Linked DNA regions of Mus musculus: all the other regions are linked to region 4. Evidence: chromatin contacts called from public ChIA-PET data. All regions are on one chromosome and are shown on one strand. The core of a region is the stretch at or near the end of the contact, and the rest is flanking DNA. Distances in the headings are between cores, read along the strand shown.

Evidence for each region. ChIA-PET counts read pairs in DNA pulled down with a chosen protein or histone mark.
Region 1: a contact with region 4 is called in an RNA polymerase II ChIA-PET map of memory CD8 T cells, with 32 read pairs. The contact joins the promoter of Dhps here to the promoter of Podnl1 in region 4. A contact is called at or near these places in 2 of 115 datasets of contacts at active chromatin or transcription factors (effector CD8 T cells and memory CD8 T cells).
Region 2: a contact with region 4 is called in an RNA polymerase II ChIA-PET map of memory CD8 T cells, with 348 read pairs. The contact joins the promoter of Junb here to the promoter of Podnl1 in region 4. A contact is called at or near these places in 3 of 115 datasets of contacts at active chromatin or transcription factors (bone marrow-derived macrophages, effector CD8 T cells and memory CD8 T cells).
Region 3: an RNA polymerase II ChIA-PET map of effector CD8 T cells shows a contact between it and region 4, with 12 read pairs. The contact joins the promoter of Rad23a here to the promoter of Podnl1 in region 4. A contact is called at or near these places in 7 of 39 promoter capture datasets (the 3T3-L1 cell line, cranial neural crest, hippocampal neurons and 3 more) and 4 of 115 datasets of contacts at active chromatin or transcription factors (the SCID.adh cell line, bone marrow-derived macrophages, effector CD8 T cells and 1 more).
Region 5: an RNA polymerase II ChIA-PET map of memory CD8 T cells shows a contact between it and region 4, with 179 read pairs. The contact joins the promoter of Dand5 here to the promoter of Podnl1 in region 4. A contact is called at or near these places in 4 of 39 promoter capture datasets (cranial neural crest, liver and neutrophils) and 1 of 115 datasets of contacts at active chromatin or transcription factors (memory CD8 T cells).
Region 6: a contact with region 4 is called in an RNA polymerase II ChIA-PET map of memory CD8 T cells, with 41 read pairs. The contact joins the promoter of Klf1 here to the promoter of Podnl1 in region 4. A contact is called at or near these places in 2 of 115 datasets of contacts at active chromatin or transcription factors (bone marrow-derived macrophages and memory CD8 T cells).
Region 7: an RNA polymerase II ChIA-PET map of memory CD8 T cells shows a contact between it and region 4, with 148 read pairs. The contact joins the promoter of Get3 here to the promoter of Podnl1 in region 4. A contact is called at or near these places in 2 of 39 promoter capture datasets (liver and maxillary cranial neural crest) and 2 of 115 datasets of contacts at active chromatin or transcription factors (bone marrow-derived macrophages and memory CD8 T cells).

What each region holds. Positions count from the first base shown.
Region 1 is chr8:85,070,409-85,073,108 of GRCm38.p6, forward strand. It overlaps Dhps (deoxyhypusine synthase), which reads left to right and starts at 1,349. Exons shown (of 9, transcript NM_001039514.1): 1 at 1,349-1,645; 2 at 2,044-2,208. The coding sequence starts at 1,439.
Region 2 is chr8:84,977,432-84,980,131 of GRCm38.p6, forward strand. It overlaps Junb (jun B proto-oncogene), which reads right to left and starts at 1,317. Exons shown (of 1, transcript NM_008416.3): 1 at 1-1,317. The coding sequence starts at 998.
Region 3 is chr8:84,839,393-84,842,092 of GRCm38.p6, forward strand. It overlaps Rad23a (RAD23 homolog A, nucleotide excision repair protein), which reads right to left and starts at 1,260. Exons shown (of 9, transcript NM_001297606.2): 1 at 1,102-1,260. The coding sequence starts at 1,173. Calr (calreticulin) reads right to left here. Exons shown (of 9, transcript NM_007591.3): 9 at 2,696-2,700.
Region 4 is chr8:84,124,737-84,127,436 of GRCm38.p6, forward strand. It overlaps Podnl1 (podocan-like 1), which reads left to right and starts at 1,253. Exons shown (of 10, transcript NM_001013384.2): 1 at 1,253-1,365; 2 at 1,470-1,691; 3 at 2,492-2,585. The coding sequence starts at 1,363.
Region 5 is chr8:84,821,523-84,824,222 of GRCm38.p6, forward strand. Dand5 (DAN domain family member 5, BMP antagonist) reads right to left here and starts at 1,301. Exons shown (of 2, transcript NM_201227.3): 1 at 847-1,301. The coding sequence starts at 1,158.
Region 6 is chr8:84,900,570-84,903,269 of GRCm38.p6, forward strand. It overlaps Klf1 (Kruppel-like factor 1 (erythroid)), which reads left to right and starts at 1,413. Exons shown (of 3, transcript NM_010635.3): 1 at 1,413-1,546; 2 at 2,120-2,700. The coding sequence starts at 1,460.
Region 7 is chr8:85,023,897-85,026,596 of GRCm38.p6, forward strand. It overlaps Get3 (guided entry of tail-anchored proteins factor 3, ATPase), which reads right to left and starts at 1,391. Exons shown (of 7, transcript NM_019652.2): 1 at 1,209-1,391; 2 at 282-429. The coding sequence starts at 1,369.

The DNA.
Region 1 (2,700 bases), core at 99-2,598, 950 kb after region 4:
AGGTGATAAGTATCATGGATTCAAGTCACTTTGCCCTCCCGGATGTATGCAGACCTCCCTCCAGGTAGTGGTACTGGGCACTGATGGCAGATATTGGTTAAATGAAGGGGATCGTTGGAAAAATAGTGTCTCTGAAGTCTTTATGTAATAGGAATTTTCTGGGTCTTCTGGTCTTGGCAGTTTTCACCAATCACCTTTTCCTTCAGCTCAGGTTACCAACTCCTCCTCCTCCTCTTCAGAGAGAGAGAGAGAGAGATTGATTGATTGATTGTAGGCCAGAGGACAACCTCATATGTCACTCTCAGAAGACATTCACCTGGTCCTCAAGCCTGTGTTATGACCTTGTGCATGCATGGCCTGCTGTGGCGGTCAGAAGAGAATGTATGGGAATCCAGACTCTTCTTCTATCGTAAGCCTTTGGCTACTGAGTCATTCTGCAGGCCCCATCCCAAGGATCTGCCTGTCTCTGCTTCCCCAGAGCTGGAATTACTGGTATTGTCAACCCCCAAGCCCCTTGAGTTCTGGTAATTGAACGCACATATACAATCCACACTCTTGCTTTTTCAAAAAGCAAGGACCATACTAACATCTATTTCCCTAGCCACACAGGTCCCTTTTGTTAAGACAGGGTCCTGCTCTCTATCGTTCAGCCTGGCCTGGAACTCGAGATTCTTCTGCCTCGACCTCTGGATTGCAGTGTGTCCCAAGCCTGGTTTAATCACTAAACCATTTTCTGTTTCATCATACTATGGTCACCGGGAGGTCAGAGGTCTTGTCCATTGCTAAATCTCAGCTTCCAGCAGAGAGCACTATTTCTAGTCTAGACTACACAAACCAGAAGAAGGGGTGCCCCTGTCCTAGGCTCAGTGTATCATTAAGAGGATGCATGATAGATTCTCAGCAAGCTTCTCGTGGTAAATAGATGGCAGTCATCCCTGCCTCCCCAGAGGCCCATGATCCAGTTAAAATTGAGCTATGGCTGGAGGGGGAAAAGAGGAGGCAACAAAGTTTGTGGAGACTGGAAGAAGCATCAAAAGAAAACACTATTCCATTTGACAAAAGGCTGCAACTCTTTTTTTTTTTTTTTTTTGCCTGATGCCCTAAGTCGTGTTCAAGGACACCGTCCAAGAAACAATCACTTCGCTCATGGGGGACAAGAATATTTGGACAGAGAGACAGCTTGCAAACTAGGCACTTCCCTATGCTTGAAGCTCAGTAACAGCTCCTGGACCACATGTACGGAACACAGGGATAAAATGGCGGCTACCAGGACGGCGGGCGCTGCCCAAGGTCACGAGACCAAGTGACTTCCGGTTTCGTCGCCCCACGCCCCCAAGGCTCTCGAGTCGCACTTCCTGGGCTCCGGCCGACCTCGCTGAGGGATTTTGCGGGTCTCAGGGCGCCGAGGCTGCTGAGACCTGAGAGCGGCCGCGAGCACATGGAAGGGACCCCGCCAGGGGCGGCGCCCTCCTCGGCGCTGGCCGCCGTGCTCAAGCACAGCTCAGCGTTGCCGCCCGAGAGCGCCCAGGTCCAAGGCTACGACTTCAACCGCGGCGTAGATTACCATGCGCTTCTGGACGCCTACCGCACCACCGGCTTCCAGGCTACCAACTTCGGGCGCGCGGTGCAGCAAGTCAACGCCATGGTGAGGCGCGGGGCCACCCGGGCGGGATGCCGGGCCGCTGCGCGCGGATTTCCGCGTGAGCGTCCGGGAGAGGGCGGAGTCCGGGTAAACTAGAGTTCTGCGATGGGTGGAGCTTGGAGTTAAAAATCCAAAAGGGCTTTGTAGGAGGAGCTTAACGCTAGGGGAGCCCGGGGTTCGATTTTCCCGGTGGAAGGAGACTTGAAGATACTGGGTGGTTCTCAAACCATCAAGTGACAGACCTGGACCTGGAATGGGAGGGTTAGGGTCTGCCCAGGGGTTGTGCTTTGGTTTTGTAGTAGTCTCCCTGAGTGCAATCAACCTCTGGAATCCAGGCCAGGTAGGGTACCTCAACTGAGGTTTGGAGTCTTAGTGCAACTTTCCTGTGCCCTTATGACCAGATTGAGAAAAAACTGGAGCCACTGGCTGTAGATGAAGATCATCACGCAGACCTGACTCAGAGCCGCCGCCCACTTACAGGCTGCACCATTTTCTTGGGCTATACTTCCAACCTCATCAGTTCAGGCATCCGGGAGACCATTCGATACCTCGTGCAGCACAACATGGTGGGTCCACGTTAGCTCTGGAACCCCAGCCTCCTTGGGCCAGTAGGAAAAAAAAAAAAAGGGTTATTTTTCAGTTAAGAGAAATGAAGAGGCTCAGAGATTATTTGCGGTCCTGTGAAAGATTTGGGTTTGCTTTTTAACAACCACATGGTGACTCAGAACCGTCTGTAATGGGATCTTTTGATGCCATTACAGATCTGGTGTGTCTGAAGAGAGGGACAGTGTATTCACATATATTAAATACATCTTTTAGTCTTTTTTGTTTTTGTTTTGTTTGAGACAGGGTTTCTCTGTATAGCCCTGGCTGTCCATCCTGGAACTCACTCTGTAGACCAGGCTGGCCTTGAACTCAGAAATTCTGCCTGCCTCTACCTCCCAAGTGCTGGGATTAAAGGCATGCACCACCACCGCCCAAAATAGATTAAAAAAAAAAAAGGGTGTGAGGAGATGGAGTATTGTTCTTTGACATCCCGGCAGTCCTCATGCCTCAGC
Region 2 (2,700 bases), core at 67-2,566, 850 kb after region 4:
CAGCCGTTGCTGACATGGGTCATGACCTTCTGCTTGAGCTGCGCCACTTGCTCCCGTAGGAGACCGGCAGCACTCGACAGCCCCGCGTTCTCAGCCTTGAGTGTCTTCACCTTGTCCTCCAGGCGCGCGATGCGCTCCAGCTTCCGCTTCCGGCACTTGGTGGCCGCCAGCCTGTTCCGCAGCCGCTTTCGCTCCACTTTGATGCGCTCCTGGTCTTCCATGTTGATGGGGGACACAGGCGGCGTGGCGTCGCGGCTGCGTGCCTCCGGTACGGTCTGCGGTTCCTCTTTAAAGGCGGAAGCGCCGCGACTCAAGCCCAGCTGTGCCGGGTGGCCGCCCGCAAAGGGTGGTGCATGTGGGAGGTAGCTGATGGTGGCCGTCGGGTATGAGCTCCCAGTCCCGACGGCGGTCCCGGAGCCTCCAGAGGGTGCAGAGGCTGGGGAGTAACTGCTGAGGTTGGTGTAGACGGGAGGCGGCTCCGGACCAGCATAGACGCCCCCTGGGCCGGCCTGGGGACCCCCGCTGGCGCCCAGGGACACGTTGGGGGGCGTCACGTGGTTCATCTTGTGCAGGTCGTCCAGGGCTTTGACAAAACCGTCCGCAAAGCCCTCCTGCTCCTCGGTGACGCCGCCCCCTGTACCTCCACCGCTGCCACCCCCACGGGGGTAAAAGTACTGTCCCGGAGGCGTGGGCGTCGTCGTGATCACGCCGTTGCTGTTGGGGACGATCAAGCGCTCCAGTTCCGTGGAGGCTAGCTTCAGAGATGCGCCTGTGTCTGATCCCTGACCCGAAAAGTAGCTGCCTGCCCCACTGCCCTCCGGGCCTGGACCCCGCGCCCCAGGACCCTTGAGACCCCGATAGGGATCCGCCAGGTTGAGCGCCAAGGTGGGTTTCAGGAGTTTGTAGTCGTGTAGAGACAGGCTGCCAGGGCTCCGACCGTATCCCGCCGCTGCGTAAGAGTCGTCGTGATAGAAAGGCTGTTCCATTTTCGTGCACATCCGGGCGGCCTGGGCGATCTGGGAAAGGTCCCCCTGAAGGGCCGCCCCGGGCCTCGCTGCGGCGAGCGGCGAGCTGTCCTCGGCTGTGGCAGGACCCGGTGTCCGGTCGCGCGTCCTCGGGAGCTGGAGACGGTCAGCAGCGGCCAGTTGGCAGCTGTGCGTAAAGGCGCTGCTGGGCTTCCGGAGATTTTCTCTCCCTCCGTGGTGCGCCTGCTTTCTCGGCGTCGCTTCCCTCAGTTCCCCGCTCCCAGCAGGATCCTACGCTGGCCTGGCCACCCTCAAAGTCCCCAGTGCTCGGCCCCAGCCCCAAGCTTTTATACTGAATTTGTCAGCTGCGGAAGTGCACTCCGATTGGCCGACGCGGGAGCCAGGCCCCCGCGGCCCCCTCCTAGAGCGTGGGGAAGGGGAGGAGGCGGCTCGCGTCACTGTCAGGAAGCGCGTGTCCTTGTAAACAGCGGCCACGAGCCGGGTGGCTCTGCGCGGCTGCAGGGGGAGGGGCTGTGGAGACAGAGACACACAAGCAAAGGGATGTTGAGGGGCCGAGGCACATAGGGGCTAGAACTGCGGGAGTACAGCCAGGTGCTTATGAGATACACTGCAAGTGGAGATTGGATACCTTAGGATATCCCCGGAAAAGTCTCGTGGGACCCAGGGTAGCTGTGGCTTGTGAACTGACAATACAGTAGAAGACCCCAGAAAACAGAGAAGATACAAAACAGGGGCAATTGTTAACATTTGGCCTAGGAATTAACCAGAGGTCCCGGGTACAAAGTGCTTAAAGAACTGGAATTGTCAGTTGGGAGGAAAGGGCCAAGACACAACAGGGCTCAGGTACCTATTGTACAAGAAATGAGTAGGGGCTCTAGAGTCCATAGATGAGTCTGAGGGTTTCCCCATAAGTGGAAAAGGGAAGGAATTTTGGGGAGGTCAATTTAGATATTCAGAACAAAGGTCCTGGGGACGCTGAGGTAATCGGAGTAGAAAGATGGGAACATATCTAGCAAAGGTTGGGGTCATTGTGGATATTTGCAGAACTCTGGCAGAGAATTAAAATGGTCACGACATAGCTTCCTTCCGAGCTATGAAGGCAATGACAGGAGGGTATCTGAGATCTTCCTGAGAAGATGACTCGGAGGATCCCAGAGACCAGGACTTGTACGAATGAGGCTGTACCTCGTAGGTGGTCCCTAGGGCACTGACATGCCCAGTACCTCAGCCCAAAGCCCTCCCTTAGTCACCCGGGGCTCGCCCGATATCCTGTCAGCTTTTGGAGGGCCGATGGGGCGGGATAGCTGGGGTGCGGTCGCCCAACCCCACTCCCTTCCTTAGAAACAGGCTAGGGAAAGAGAGCCGAGGCAGGAAGTGTGGCAACAGCCCCGAGGGGGAAAGAGCCCGGCCCTGTCTCGTCATTGTGAGCCTAGGGGATGGTGCACCCTACCCTGGGCCTGCCAAATTCTGCGCCTGGGAAGAGGAACCTCGGCAAGCGACCCTTGGGGAAGTCACAACCCAGCTACAGACGCTTCTAGTCATAGTCTGATCTCCCCCATCTAGAAATGGTTCAGCCTGCAACCATCGGCGACTAATAAGCCTGGCAGCCGAGGACTGTTCCATTGGCCGGCTGGAGGGGGATGCAGCCTGGGAGCGGGGCCTCGTCACCAAGGCAACAGGCTGGAGTCCGTGAATTAGATTGGGGGCGGGGCAC
Region 3 (2,700 bases), core at 10-2,509, 710 kb after region 4:
TCCCCAACCTGTTTTACAACTTGTTTTACAGAGGCCTGTGGAACAGAACAAACACAAGTCAGTGTTCTCATGAAGAAGACACTGATGTGAGAAGAAAAGCAAACTTGTATTTCCAATGGGATGTGGTTAGGAGGGGAAACAGTAATAAGAAAATGAAACGGTGTATCCATCGCTGGCCTCAAACAGTAACTTTTCTGTACTTACTGAGGTCATCTTTCTTCCCTCCATTTTTGGAACAGGATTTTATTCTGTACTCAACTCCAGGCTTGCCTAAAACATCATAGCCCAGGCTGGCCTAGAACTCCAGGTAATCTCTGCTCAGAGATTATGAACATGACTACCAAGCTTAGACTTCACTGAGGGTACACCAATGGCTTCAACCTATGTTTTGAGAAGGTTTAGGGGAGGTGGCCCAAGACAGCAATATCAGTTACTTGGAGGTTAAGTAAAGAAGGTTCACATGAGCCCAGAAGAACAAGACTAGACTCCACTCTCAAAAAGCAAAACCAAACAAAAGTTCATACAGCATGTTTAGGCTGCTGTTATGTGAAATGGAGAAAAAAAAAAATCTTGTCACTGTCATTATTGGCTGTGACCGTGGCAAAGTTCCTTAACTCCGTGGTTGTCAAAAGGGGAAAGTCAGGAGTCCCCAAACGACAACACTGTTTTGCAGACTCAGCAAGATGACACTAATACTCTGGTAAAGAATAAACTGGTAAAGAATAAACGGCCAACAAAGACGGACCACCAAAACTATTAAGATTAAGACCATTTATTATTATCATCATTGTAGTCACCAGTCGGCACCTCGTTGGCACTGAGGGCAAACTGTGCCACCTGAGCAGCTTGCAGGCTGGGAACGCGGAGCCCGCAGCTGACACGGGAGCCAGACCTGGGAACTCCCAGGGACTGGCCCGGGAACAGCGCCCGAGCCGCCGGGGCAGGGCAGGGCCGATCGGGGGGATCCGAGGAGGTCGGGCTGCTGGGGGAGGGCAGGGCCTGGCCACGGCGTCCTCTCCGCCCCTCCCGTTGGATCCCGGCATCCCTGCCCCCACCCACCCCGGCACCCGGTCGCTCCCGCCCCCGGGCTCCGGCCCGCACCGTCTCGTCAGGTTCCATGCGGATCTTGAAGGTCTGCTGCTGCAACGTTTTAAGGGTGATGGTGACGGCCATGGCGGGGCCGGAGCAATGCGGCAGCCCCGGGATCCTCGTACTACATGCAACTCACGCCGCCGCCATCTTAGCGCCCAGCCGCGCCGCGCCAAGCACTTCCGGGGCAAGTGTGCAGCGCCCGCCGATCGTCAGCGCCGGTGACACCCTCCTCGACCTCTAGAGCATGCGCGGCTGCACCTTACCTTAGACATGCGCAATCTTAGCTTTGTGAGCTTTTGCTGTGTGCACCAGCATTCCGCTGTCTTGGTGACATCATTTCTGCTAACAGTGATGTCATTATACCCACAAAATGGCTCCTAAGGACTTTTAAAGTTTTTAAGGTGTTTGTTGTAGATTTCTGCTCCTAAGTTATTTTTCATACATTCTGCCTATTTCAAGTGACCCAATTTGGATCTGGTCAAAATAAAAGGAATCTTAGCAGAGGACTGCCTAGAAGTTACCATCAATCAATGTAGAGGAGGGCAACTATGTGACCCCATTTTCAAGGACCATCTTAATTTTTGGAATAAATTTACACTTCTAGTTCATGAGTTCCCCACATCTTTGTAATCCTGCAATGACCTACCTATTCATCCAAACATTTTCAAGGTTCTTTTATATTAAATATGTAATTCTCCCCTCCATAAATTTTCCTTACTTACACCAACTCTTAAGGTACCTACATTTTTCGTGGGGGGAAGGGGTAGTATTCATGAAGCTTTAGACCACCCTCACATACCAAAAAGTAATGAAAATGTCAGACTCAGGATAGGGCAGTTCATCAGGGTGATTTAAGGGACTCTCAAACAGAACTAACATCACCATCCTCTTAGATGCTTGCTTTGCCCAGTGTTTCTATCCACACCAATGATCAGGCAATTAACCAAGGCCTGCCTCCCTCCCTTCACTTGAGTCTAGACTCCAGAATTGAAAGCTAGATCACAACTTTCTTGTGAAGAACACAGGCTTCCTCCTGCCCATTCTTCAACCTACTACACTAGAGTATAAAAGGCAGCCTTGAGACTCAACAATGAGTCTCTTCTTTTCCTTGTGGTGGGGATGGAACCCAGGCCATGCTAGCTAAGTGTCCAACTGAACTACATAACCCAATCCTGGAATCTATCTTTATCAGCTCAGTCCTAGAACCATGGGCCCTTGGGGAAAGTAGATCACTGTCCCTGAGCTCAGTCAGTCCCTTTGACTATTATCTACCAGCATGCACCCCACTACTGTGAACTTTGCTCAGCTTTCCTAGGTGTCAGTCCAACAGATCCATCCCACTTTTAACCAAGATGGCTAATATTTGAATTCACTAAATTCTAGTCAGTCTGTCAATGAGGTCTGTGCTAGAATCAAAACTTACACGTCTATGAGTTTAGGATCAAGACCTGATGGCTACTCTCCCATTTAGAGACTATGGGATACATATAAATGACATTTCTGAGACTCTGCAAACTCCAGTAGCTGAAACATACGTCACCCGCACCTGAGAAAGGCTGCTTTTAGCTCCTGATGTACATCCTCCCAGAGAAGGAGACACAATAGGGA
Region 4 (2,700 bases), core at 3-2,502:
GCTGTCTGACTGGTGCCTGCTGTCTGACTGGTGCCTGCTGTCTGCTGGTGCCTGCTGTCTGACTGGTGCCTGCTGTCTGACTGGTGCCTGCTGTCTGACTGGTGCCTGCTGTCTGACTGACTGGTGCCTGCTGTCTGTCTGACTGGTGCCTGCTGTCTGACTGGTGCCTGCTGTCTGACTGGTGCCTGCTGTCTGACTGGTGCCTGCTGTCTGACTGGTGCCTGCTGTCTGACTGGTGCCTGCTGTCTGACTGGTGCCTGCTGTCTGACTGGTGCCTGCTGTCTGACTGGTGCCTGCTGTCTGACTGGTGCCTGCTGTCTGACTGATGCCTGCTGTCTGACTGGTGCCTGTTGTCTGACTGGCTTCCGCTCCAGCTTGGCTGTCTTTCCTGTAGGCCAGGGCTACCTGCCTGAATCCCAGGATCCCCAATTCCATAAGCGCTGGGAACTGAACTCATGTCCTTTGGGAGAGCAGCCAGTGCTCTGAACCACTGAACCACCTCTCCCACCCTAGGTGTTTGAGTTGACAGACCTTGAGGAAGAGGCCTCTTTCATGTACATTTGACACGTCGCTTGTTTTTTAGACAGGCTCTTACGCAGCTAGTACTGGCTTCGTCGGTATCTTCCTGCCTCAGTCTCCCTAAGCCCTGAGATTGCAGGTCTGTGCCTACAACATGCTGTCCTCTCAGTTGCATTAGCTTACTGAACTCTACAAGGTTCCTGGAAGGTGAGACAACCATGACCAGTTGCGGAAAAGGAAGCTGAGGCAAATAGCCCAGGGTCAGACAGGCAGGCCAGCACCCAGCTCTCACGGACACCCACCAGCCTCTGCCTCCCTTACATTAATTTCCTTCCAAGAGCCATGACTATCTGGGGAGTGGGCAGTGGCTGCCAGCCAGGCATGAGAACAGAAGCCTAATCCTCCCTTGAGCCCTTCTGGCTGGCTTCATCTCCTTGGGGACTCTCTAACGCCTGCCCCATCCACTGGCACCCCATTCCTGTCTGTGGTCAGACCAAATACCAGATAGGGTGATTCTCAGCTTTTCCTCAAGTATTCGTCATGGCTGTGGCTCGGCTCAGGCTGGCTGAGGTTATGAAAGTGGAGCTGGGGTGATTGGAGCAGGCAGGGAATGAGGGATGGGCTAGATGAGCCCTCGGCCTGCCCTCTTCAGGGAGGGGAAAGGGACAGTCATCTTCTCAGGCCCCGCGGGGTGTGTGTGTGTGTGTGTGTGTGTGTGTGTGTGTGTATGTGTGTGTGTGTGCGCGCTCTGTGCTGAGAGATGGAGGGCAATTGTAGTCACAGCAGACACTGGAGGACGTGAGTGCTGGACAGAAGCTGGGGAGAGGCACAGCAGGGCTGACTATGGTGAGTTAGGCAGGGAGGGTCTGAAGGCAGGTCTGCCCATCCCCTGCCTGGTTCTGCCCACTGGTCCTCACCAGGTGGCTTTCTGGCCCCTTGCTTTCCTCCAGAGGCCTCAAGAGCTGCTATTGCTGCTCCTGATGCTAAAGTGGTCGTTAGCACACACGGAGGACCCTGCCTTCCCACACTTGGGTGACAGCTCACAGCCCCTCCCGAGGCCCTGTCCTTGGCGCTGCTCCTGTCCCCGAGATGACACGGTGGACTGTGCTGGTCTGGACCTGAGGATATTTCCAGACAATATCACCAGAGCTGCTAGGCACCTCTCCTTGCAGGTAAGGGCTGGGGATCTGAGAGGGAGGCATAGGGCAGGGTTCATGTGGGAGGTCCACATGGCAGAGCTGAACCTGCCCTTGCTCTGGTTCCGCTAAGCCAGGCCAATGTCAGAGGTAGAAGCATCGTGTGTCCCGAGAGTGGAGTTTGGGGTCAGAATCTTAGGACTTACGTTGTTTTGGTCAAAACACTGAGTTCAGCTGCATGGTTGTGGCATTCGCCTTTAATCCCAGCGCTGGGGATGCAGAGGAAGGCAGATAGATCTCTGTGAGTTCAAGGCCAGCCTGGTCTACAGACTTACAGCCAGGGCTACAAAATTAGTCAATAGTTGTGATGTTGGAGGTCACAGGAGTATTTTGGAATGGTTTTGGGCAAAAGGGTGTTGGGGGCTGAGATCAGAGTCTGTTGTAGTGGCCCCAGTACTAAGGACACAAGTAGGAGGCCATCCTTCACTGCAGAGTGAGGCCCTCTGTTGGGGGATGGGGTGTTGGGGAAGGCTAGAGGAGTGTCAGAGACCAGGTTCAAAATCAGCAGCCCATGTGGCTTCAGGCCCAGGGTAACCGTGTGGTTTGCTGGGTGGTGCAGTAAAGAGCTTAGTGCCTCACAAGCCTCAAGGTTGTTTGGGGTCACGGAATGGGATGTCTTCTTTTCTCCTCCTCTTCCTGTTCTCTCTGGAGATATTAGAGATGAACCCAGGGCCTGCCTTGTGGATGCTAAGCAAGTGTTCTGCCACTGGGCTGCACCTCCAGGTTGAGTTGAGGAGCAAGAGACAGGCCTTGGTGTGACTGTCTTTATTCCACAGAACAACCAGCTTCGGGAGCTCCCCTACAACGAGCTGTCCCGCCTCAGCGGCTTGCGCACCCTGGACCTGCATAGCAACCTCATCACCTCTGAGGGTGAGGGCCTCAAGCTGGGAACAACCAGGTCCCAACCCCTCTCCACATCCGCTGTTTGCCAGTTGTGGCCAGCTCTTGGGGGTTTCCACAACTGCTGAGTACGGTGGAATTTCGA
Region 5 (2,700 bases), core at 51-2,550, 700 kb after region 4:
AGTGGGAAGAGCTTGCCTCACACGCATGAAGCCCTAGGTTCTGTAAACCAGGTGCGGCTGCACACAGAAGGTGAGGTCAGGGGTGGGATCTTCTGTCGTTGCTGTCTTCCTTTGTTTGTGTTGGTTTTCCAGACAAAGATTCTCTGTGCCACCCTGGCTGCCCTGGAACTCACTCGGTGGACCAGGCTAAGAGAAGTGGAATTATTTATTTATTTATTTTTGGTTTTTCGAGACAGGGTTTCTCTGTAGCCCTGGCTGTCCTGAAACTCACTTTGTAGACCAGGCTGGCCTTGAACTCAGAAATCCGCCTGCCTCTGCCTCCCAAGTGCTTGGATTAAAAGCATGTGCCACCACTGCTAGGTAATGGCACATATCTGTGGGCACATGAGTATGTGTGTATGCAGAGGAGTGCTGGGATTAAAGGCATGTGCGAGAAGTGGAATCTTAAAATCCTTTTTAGCTACATAGTTTCAGCCCTGAGAGCACTTTAGTTACATAGAAGTCAGGGTGGGCTGCAGGAATTCCTGTCTCAAAAACAAAACAAACAAAAACAAACAAAAAAAAACAACAAAGAAAAAAATCAGACTTGAGAAATGAAAACAAAGGCAACCACAGTGGCAGAAGTGGAAAACCACTTGCCCTGTTTGATAAGGAAGAAACCTAAAGTTTATAGGCACTTAGCTTCAGGACTTGAGACTTAATTGCAAATCTGCCTGGCCATAGGACCTGTGCTCTGAACACTGCTGAGAGTGCCCCCCACTACTGCTACCACCACAGACCCCATCATTACCAAAGATGACACCACCACCACCACCATGGACACAACCACCACCACTACAGACTCACCTGAACAAAGGACAGAGCTTTACAAGTCTCCTGAAGCACTTCTTGAGGAGCCAAGGGCAAAGGCACACCAGCAGCTACTCTCTGCCCTCCTCCCTGCAGCTCACCTGTCCCCTGCTGTTTGTTCTGCAGGCCCAGGAAGGCCTCCCAGCTACCCAGGGCAGAGATGGGCACCAGGGGATCCAGAGTCCAGCTCTGATTGATAGCAGTCCCGGACTGAACAGGGGTCGCTGGGGCCCCAGGCCTCCCTGAGCCTGTGGGTAGCCAGGCCCCACTGAACAGACCCAGCAGCGTGGTGAACTGGCTACGGAACATCACTTGGCTGTGCAGTCGTTTGTCTGTTTGTCTTAAAATGGGCTCAGGGTCCTTCGCAGTGGGCCCTGCTGTCTAGTGTGTGGAGTGCGGGCCCTCAGAGGTCTGCTTTTTATCACTGTTCCCTGGAGAGCAGCTTGAGAGTTGTTTTCTGGGAGCTCACAGCAGGGAAGGAAGGGAAGCTGACCTGGCCAATCCCACAGCTCCTCCCAGCCTGCTGAGAGTCCCTGGGGGGGCTGAGCCTGCTCCATGGGGACCATGAGAATCAAGGTAGGCAGGCCCAGGGGACAGCAGCTAAGGGGTCTTTTGAACCCTCAGACCCCTATTCATCCACTTAGTGACATCACACCCTTCGGTGCTGCCCTGAAGTTTCTTGGCTGTGCACCTTCATGCAAGGTCATTAACCACCTTGGGCTTCATCCCTTCTCTGTAACAGGATACTGGCAACAGCATCAGATACAACCTCAGAGGTTGTGTTGAGGACTCAGAGAGACCTGAAACACACATACTCATGCTCATTTGTCTCATGAACCCATAACTTTTTCCCCCTGTTCTGAGGAAGAAACCTTTATGAATTATAAACAGCTCTGCAGCACTCCTGTACCCAAACGACAATGAATTAACCTGACTGCTACTACTGTATTACTGGGTGGGGTGGAGACAAGACCTCTGTATTATGTAGCTCAGATTGGCCATTATCTTGAGCTTCATCCACTTCAGTCTCCTGAGTACAGAGACTGCAGGTATGGGCCACAACTCCCATATCTGTCATCCCAGCACATAAAAAGCACCGGCAGGAGGATCCAGAGTTTAAGGGCAGCCTTGGCTAAAGAGCGATCTTGTTCCAAAGGAAAAATAAAACAATAGGATGAAATGAATTTCAGAGGGATCAAGGTACCGGTTTCTGATACCTGGGCCGTCAGGGAAGACCCCCCCCCACCCCCACCCCCAAGAAGGTGACACTTTTGCAGAGACCTGAGATGCTGATACAAGCGATGGGAACAGAGTGGTGGGAAGTACACAGAAGACGTGAGATTGCATCCCAGACTTTGGGTTCTCAAGGCGCCTGTGGGGGTCGGACACGGCCCTTGTCGGTGCATCTCACACCCAGGTGAGGAGGAGCAAGGCATGGCGGCAGGAGCGTGAGAAGCTGCTGCCTGGGTCCTTCCCGCGGCGCGCTCGCCATCTAGCGGCCGCTACACCCTGGGACACTAGCTTCCAGCCTGCTGTTCCTCAAACATCCTTTCTGAAGAACCTCCAGCCAACTCCAGTCCTATACCGACAAAGGCTGCAGCCCAAGCATTGCAGCGGCCTTGACGTTTTCTCTGCCAGAATCCCCCACTTCTCACTTCCACCTCACTTCTTTTTGGATGAGCGCACTCACCTCACCTCCCACTTTCTCCTTTGCTCCACGTGGCTGCCAGGAGACACCTGAGAGCACTTCAGTCAGGTCAAGGCCCTTGGCTTACATCCCTCCAAGGTGCCCATCTCCCTTCTGGAGCAGGCTAAAGACCTTTCCAAATCCCACCAAATCCTGCACGGGGA
Region 6 (2,700 bases), core at 163-2,662, 780 kb after region 4:
TTTGTGTCAGTGCCAGGGATCTGAACCTAGGTCTTTATGCTTTTCTTTTAAAGTTAATACGGTGCAAGCACTCCATGAAGCTAAGTCCCCAGCACTGTTTTACCCTTGTTGTCGTCTTTCGAGACAAAGACTATGTAGCCCTGGTTGTCCTGGAACTTATTATGTAGACCAAACAGACCTTTCAAATTCATAGAGATCCACCAGCCTCTGCTTTCCAAGTGCTGGGATTAAAGGCATCACTACCATGCCTGACTAGGTACCATTTTCTATAATGGATCTGATGTCCCCTATGGACACCGAGCAATGATGGTGTATGTGTGATATTATTGTACCCGTGACACCCCATTTCCCTACCCTGACTCATAGGGCACCAGAATAGAAGTATGGGAATAGCAGGCCATCTATCATGGGGTCCCGCACACAATGAGCCGTTAGGCAGAGTCAGGGCTGAGCTCTTCTGAACGGCATACTAGCTGCAGCTCCATCTATGGGTCCTAGCCCACCACACTGTAAACTTCCTAGCCATCCCCTTCAGCTCCATGCAGTAGCCAGTGAGGGTCCTCAGAGCCCCAGAGTGGGCTGATTTGAGGGGACTCCTTTTGCTAAACAGCTCAGACCTCAACACAACAGAGCAATTCAAAGCTAAAATAATTTGTGGCACCAACCCCCAGCTCTTCTGCTCAAGGAGGAACAGAGCTATGGTTGTTCTGGGCCCCCTACCTGATAGCGGCCTGAAACATCTGGTGTGTCTGATAATGCCTGAAAGGGAGCCGGTGCCAAGGCCCGCCACTAGCACCGTTGCTGCTGTTGTCTGGGAGAGTAAGGACTGCAGTGGTCTCCATGGGGGTCAAAGGGTCCCAAAGACCTTTCCCAAGAAATCTATCCTTCCTGGTCCACTCCTTGGAGAGAGACTTGAAACCAAACCAGAGGGGTCTTCTCAGTCCTGTGGGAGGTGGGGTGGGGGTGGGGAGCAGCGACCAGGACTTTTCTTTACCCAACCTGAATCCTAAAACTTTGAAGCCCCTATTCCTTGACATCTGATTGACTTTACATACAGGGTTGGTTTTCAGGGACCAGTTTGAAAACAGGCCAGGGTGAGGTCTATTCCTTGAAAGTGACACATCACAACTTTAATCCCAGCACTCAGGAGACAGAGGTAGGCAGATGTCTGTGAGTTCTAGGCCAGCCTGGTCTACATAAGCCAGTCCAGGACAGCCAGGGCTCAGTTACACAGAGAAACCCTGTTTCGAAAACCTTAAAAAAAAAAAAAAAGAAGCACACCACACACATATCGCACACACCCCTCCTTTGCCGTTTTGCTTTGCCTGGGTCTTATCAGGGAAGACAGCCAATCAGATGTGGGCAGACAGGAGCCCTCCAAGAAACTTTCCTAGCCTCATAGCCCATGAGGCAGAAGAGAGAGAGGAGGCCTGAGGTCCAGGGTGGACACCAGCCAGCCATGGCCTCAGCTGAGACTGTCTTACCCTCCATCAGTACACTCACCACCCTGGGACAGTTCCTGGACACCCAGGAGGACTTCCTCAAGGTGGGGCCAGTGTGAGTGTGTGGGAGGGGGCAGGTGGTCTTGCATAGGGCATAGTGCTTAGGGGTGGGGCGTCTATCTTACTTTAATATCCTCTGCTCTGTTTTTTGGGGGTGGAGGAGTGGGAGAGCCTCTGAGCCTTGTTTGGGGGAGATGTTCTAGGGGTCTGAGATCAAGGTGAGGCCTATTTCTCCAACAGGAAGCAGAATTCTAAGCTCTATATCTTAAGAGACTAGGCTCATAGAGACAAAGGTCCAGATAAAGGTGTCCTGGGATTTCCAGGCTTTGAGCTGTAATTTTCTGGGCTATGTGAAGACAGGGAAAGGCTAGGGAAAACGGAGTCGAAGCTGTCCCCTTTGACTCAGAACTCTGCAACCCCTTCTCCCATCCTGAATACTATTCTTGGTAAGTGTCTTAGCTGTCTCTAGCAAGACCTAATGGAGTTGTCTGGAGCTGAGAAAGGGGTTAGGGGAACCGTGTGGGTAAATGACAGGCACCAACGGTGTTTCCAGCCAGGGTTGTTTGAGGGCCAGGTACCCAGTGCCTACCATTCAAGCAGTACGCTCCCTCCCGCAGTGGTGGCGGTCTGAGGAGACGCAGGATTTGGGGCCGGGGCCCCCGAATCCCACGGGGCCGTCCCATCACGTGAGTCTGAAATCGGAGGACCCTTCCGGAGAGGACGATGAGAGGGACGTGACCTGTGCGTGGGACCCGGATCTTTTCCTTACAAACTTTCCAGGTTCCGAGTCTCCCGGCACTTCCCGGACCTGTGCCCTGGCGCCCAGCGTGGGGCCAGTGGCACAGTTCGAGCCGCCTGAGTCTCTGGGCGCCTATGCGGGTGGCCCAGGGTTGGTGACTGGGCCTTTGGGCTCCGAGGAGCACACAAGCTGGGCGCACCCGACTCCGAGACCCCCAGCCCCTGAACCCTTCGTGGCCCCTGCCCTGGCCCCGGGACTCGCTCCCAAGGCTCAGCCCTCGTACTCCGACTCGCGAGCGGGCTCCGTAGGGGGCTTCTTCCCGCGGGCGGGGCTTGCGGTGCCCGCAGCTCCAGGCGCCCCCTATGGGCTGCTGTCGGGATACCCCGCGCTGTACCCCGCGCCACAGTACCAAGGCCACTTCCAGCTCTTTCGCGGGCTCGCGGCGCCTTCTGCTGGTCC
Region 7 (2,700 bases), core at 141-2,640, 900 kb after region 4:
CCTGGTGGCTGCTGGTAGGTACGTCCTCAAAAGGCCTTATGGTTGGGGCCGGAGAGATGGCTTGGTGTTCAGAGTACTGGCTGCTCTTGTAGTGGATCTGGGCTGGATTCCCAGCACCCAGATGGTGGCTCACAGCCATCTGTAAGTCCAGTCCCAGGGGATCTGATGCCCTCATCTGGCCTCCATGGGTACCAAGAATGCACTCTGGGTAAAACACCTGTCACTAAAACAAGATCTGCCTTATGGGGACCTCAGGCAGAGCTGAGGCCAGCTTTACTTACCATAGCAAAGAGGTTGTCATAGCCTTTGACCTTGGTAGGCACCTTGGAGAACTTCTGGTCAAAAGCATCTGAGATGTTGTGAGCTGGGTCTGTGGAAATGATCAGAACACTCTCACGTCCCTTCGACAGCTGGACTGCCAGGCTGCAGCTGCGAAAAAGAAACGTGAGAAGATGAGGAGTGAGGAGTCAGTTTTGGTAGTGGTGTTTGTAGCAGGATCTGCAAGGTCAGGCCACAGAAACCTGGATCTGCAAGGACCTTATGACCAATGTATAGGTCCCAGTGAGATCAAGCCTTACTTAATCCTTGAAGAAATCACCACCTGACTTCGATTCCGATAGGACTGGTGTGCAATATTCAGCTGACTGATAGGATCTTTTTGAATGCCTGTTTCTGCTTTTTTTTCCCCTCCCTTTTTGGCACTCAGTGGCACAAACCAGCTGTCCAGCAGGCAGAATGCTTTCCCTCCCTCCCTCTACTTGTTCAGGACAATGTACTTCACCTCTCAACGAACCGAGGCACCATAATCACGTGCCCTTTCCACTCCGTTTTACTTCTTCCCTCTCTGGCATCAAATAGAAGTCTGTTATACTAAGACAGCTTGCCTTAGTGTCGCTCCCTCTACTCTGAACTCCCTGGGGGAGGGTGGGGGGGGTACTGTCCGGCGGGCTGCGGGATTTACGTGTTCCTCTGCACATCCCACACGCTGAATTCACAAGACCCAAAGAGAGATGATCCAACCCAGGATGCTAGGCTTGCATTCAGGAGGTATCTTCAGCAGGCTGCAGTAATTTCCAGAGAGAAACAACCCCGTAGAGCCATGCTCAGTTCGCTTTGCCCCGCTCGGGAAGAGAAAGCCGGTCCCTGTCCTCCCTTTGGTCCAGTGGTACATCCCACCCGTCCTCTGGGCCCCGCTAGAGTCTCCTTACCTGCAGGTGGTCTTACCAACGCCACCCTTGCCCCCGACGAAGATCCACTTAAGGCTACGCTGCTCGATGATATTGCTAAGCGTGGGTTCCAGCGGCTCCACATCAGGTGCATCCTCGAACTCTTCTGCTTCAACCCCCCACCCGGCCACCCCCGCCGCCATCTTGGACCCGGCTCACGTGATTAATCGGGGCGCACCACGTGCTAAATACGTACAGGGGAAATGAGTCTGCCACAGCCCTGTACAGGCTGGAAGTCTGACTTATTTTACTCCTGCATTGACATTTGGAGATAATGAGCGCTATCTTTTCACCATTTTATGAGTCAAGGGCTCACCTTTGTGAACTTTTGTCTGTAGTTTTCTAAGGATTCCCCTGTCTCGCGGACATATTGGTATGACCCAGACTACTGCTCTTCACTGATTGGGCCCTGAGTCTTGCGGCACTCTTTTCATTGGATGAATCTTGTCTTACTTCCACTAGTCACGCTCAAGTCCCTGCAGGCGTCAACCTCTCCTTAGCAACCAGGCAAACATCCTGGCCAAGCTTTTTGCGTGAAGTTAGAGCAGAGGTAGCTCTTGATTCCATAGGCTCAGTTTCCTGATTATCATTTCCCCCTTACTTTCTGTGTTGGACCTCAACATCTCTTCCGGTCCTCCAGTTACCCAGTTGGTTGTGAGCCACATGGTTTCTGTCGCAAACCAATTACGAACGAACTGGTTATTTGGCTGAGGGTCGATTAAAAGACTCCATTTGCTGCAGAGTATGCAGACTTTCCCCCTGTGTTCCCGGAACTCCCATGTTGGGCAGGAATGATTCCTGCAACAAGTCGTCCTTGTAGAAAGAACTTTAATTTCTGAAACTCTTATTGCGCTTGGCACTCTGCTTTCTCTCTGGGTGTGCTCCAAGTTCAGCAAATGCAATTTTAATCGAGTCCCTGTCCTTGGGAAAGAATACAAGGGTCCTTAGTCCCTTCATGCAGTACGCAGCTCAAAACATTAAGTCTTAGGTTCTCAGCCTGGAAATACGTTCGGCTTCATTTTAGTGCTCCAGCCTCTTTAAATACTAATCTCAGGCAGTGTCTAGCTGCACGCAGCCAGCGGTTTTCTTTCTTTCTTTCTTTCTTTTTGGTTTTTCGAGACAGGGTTTCTTTGTGTAGCCCTGGCTGTCCTGGAACTCACTTTGTAGACCAGGCTGGCCTCGAACTCAGAAATCCGCCTGCCTCTGCCTCCTGAGTGCTGGGATTAAAGGCGTGCGCCACCACGCCCCGCTGCCAGCGGTATTTTTATTTCAAGCTAAGAGATTAACTTCAGAGACAGATGTCAAACCTGGAGATGCTTCCATTCTAATAGGAGGTATCAAGTTAGATATGCTTTGTAGACCTAGTTAGGGGCCACACAAGTTCCCAAGGGACAATTGAAAACACAGGCTCCAAACAAGATCCGTTCAGTTACAGAGTTCTGGTGGCTGCCTGGGATTGTTCTCTTAGCCCTTA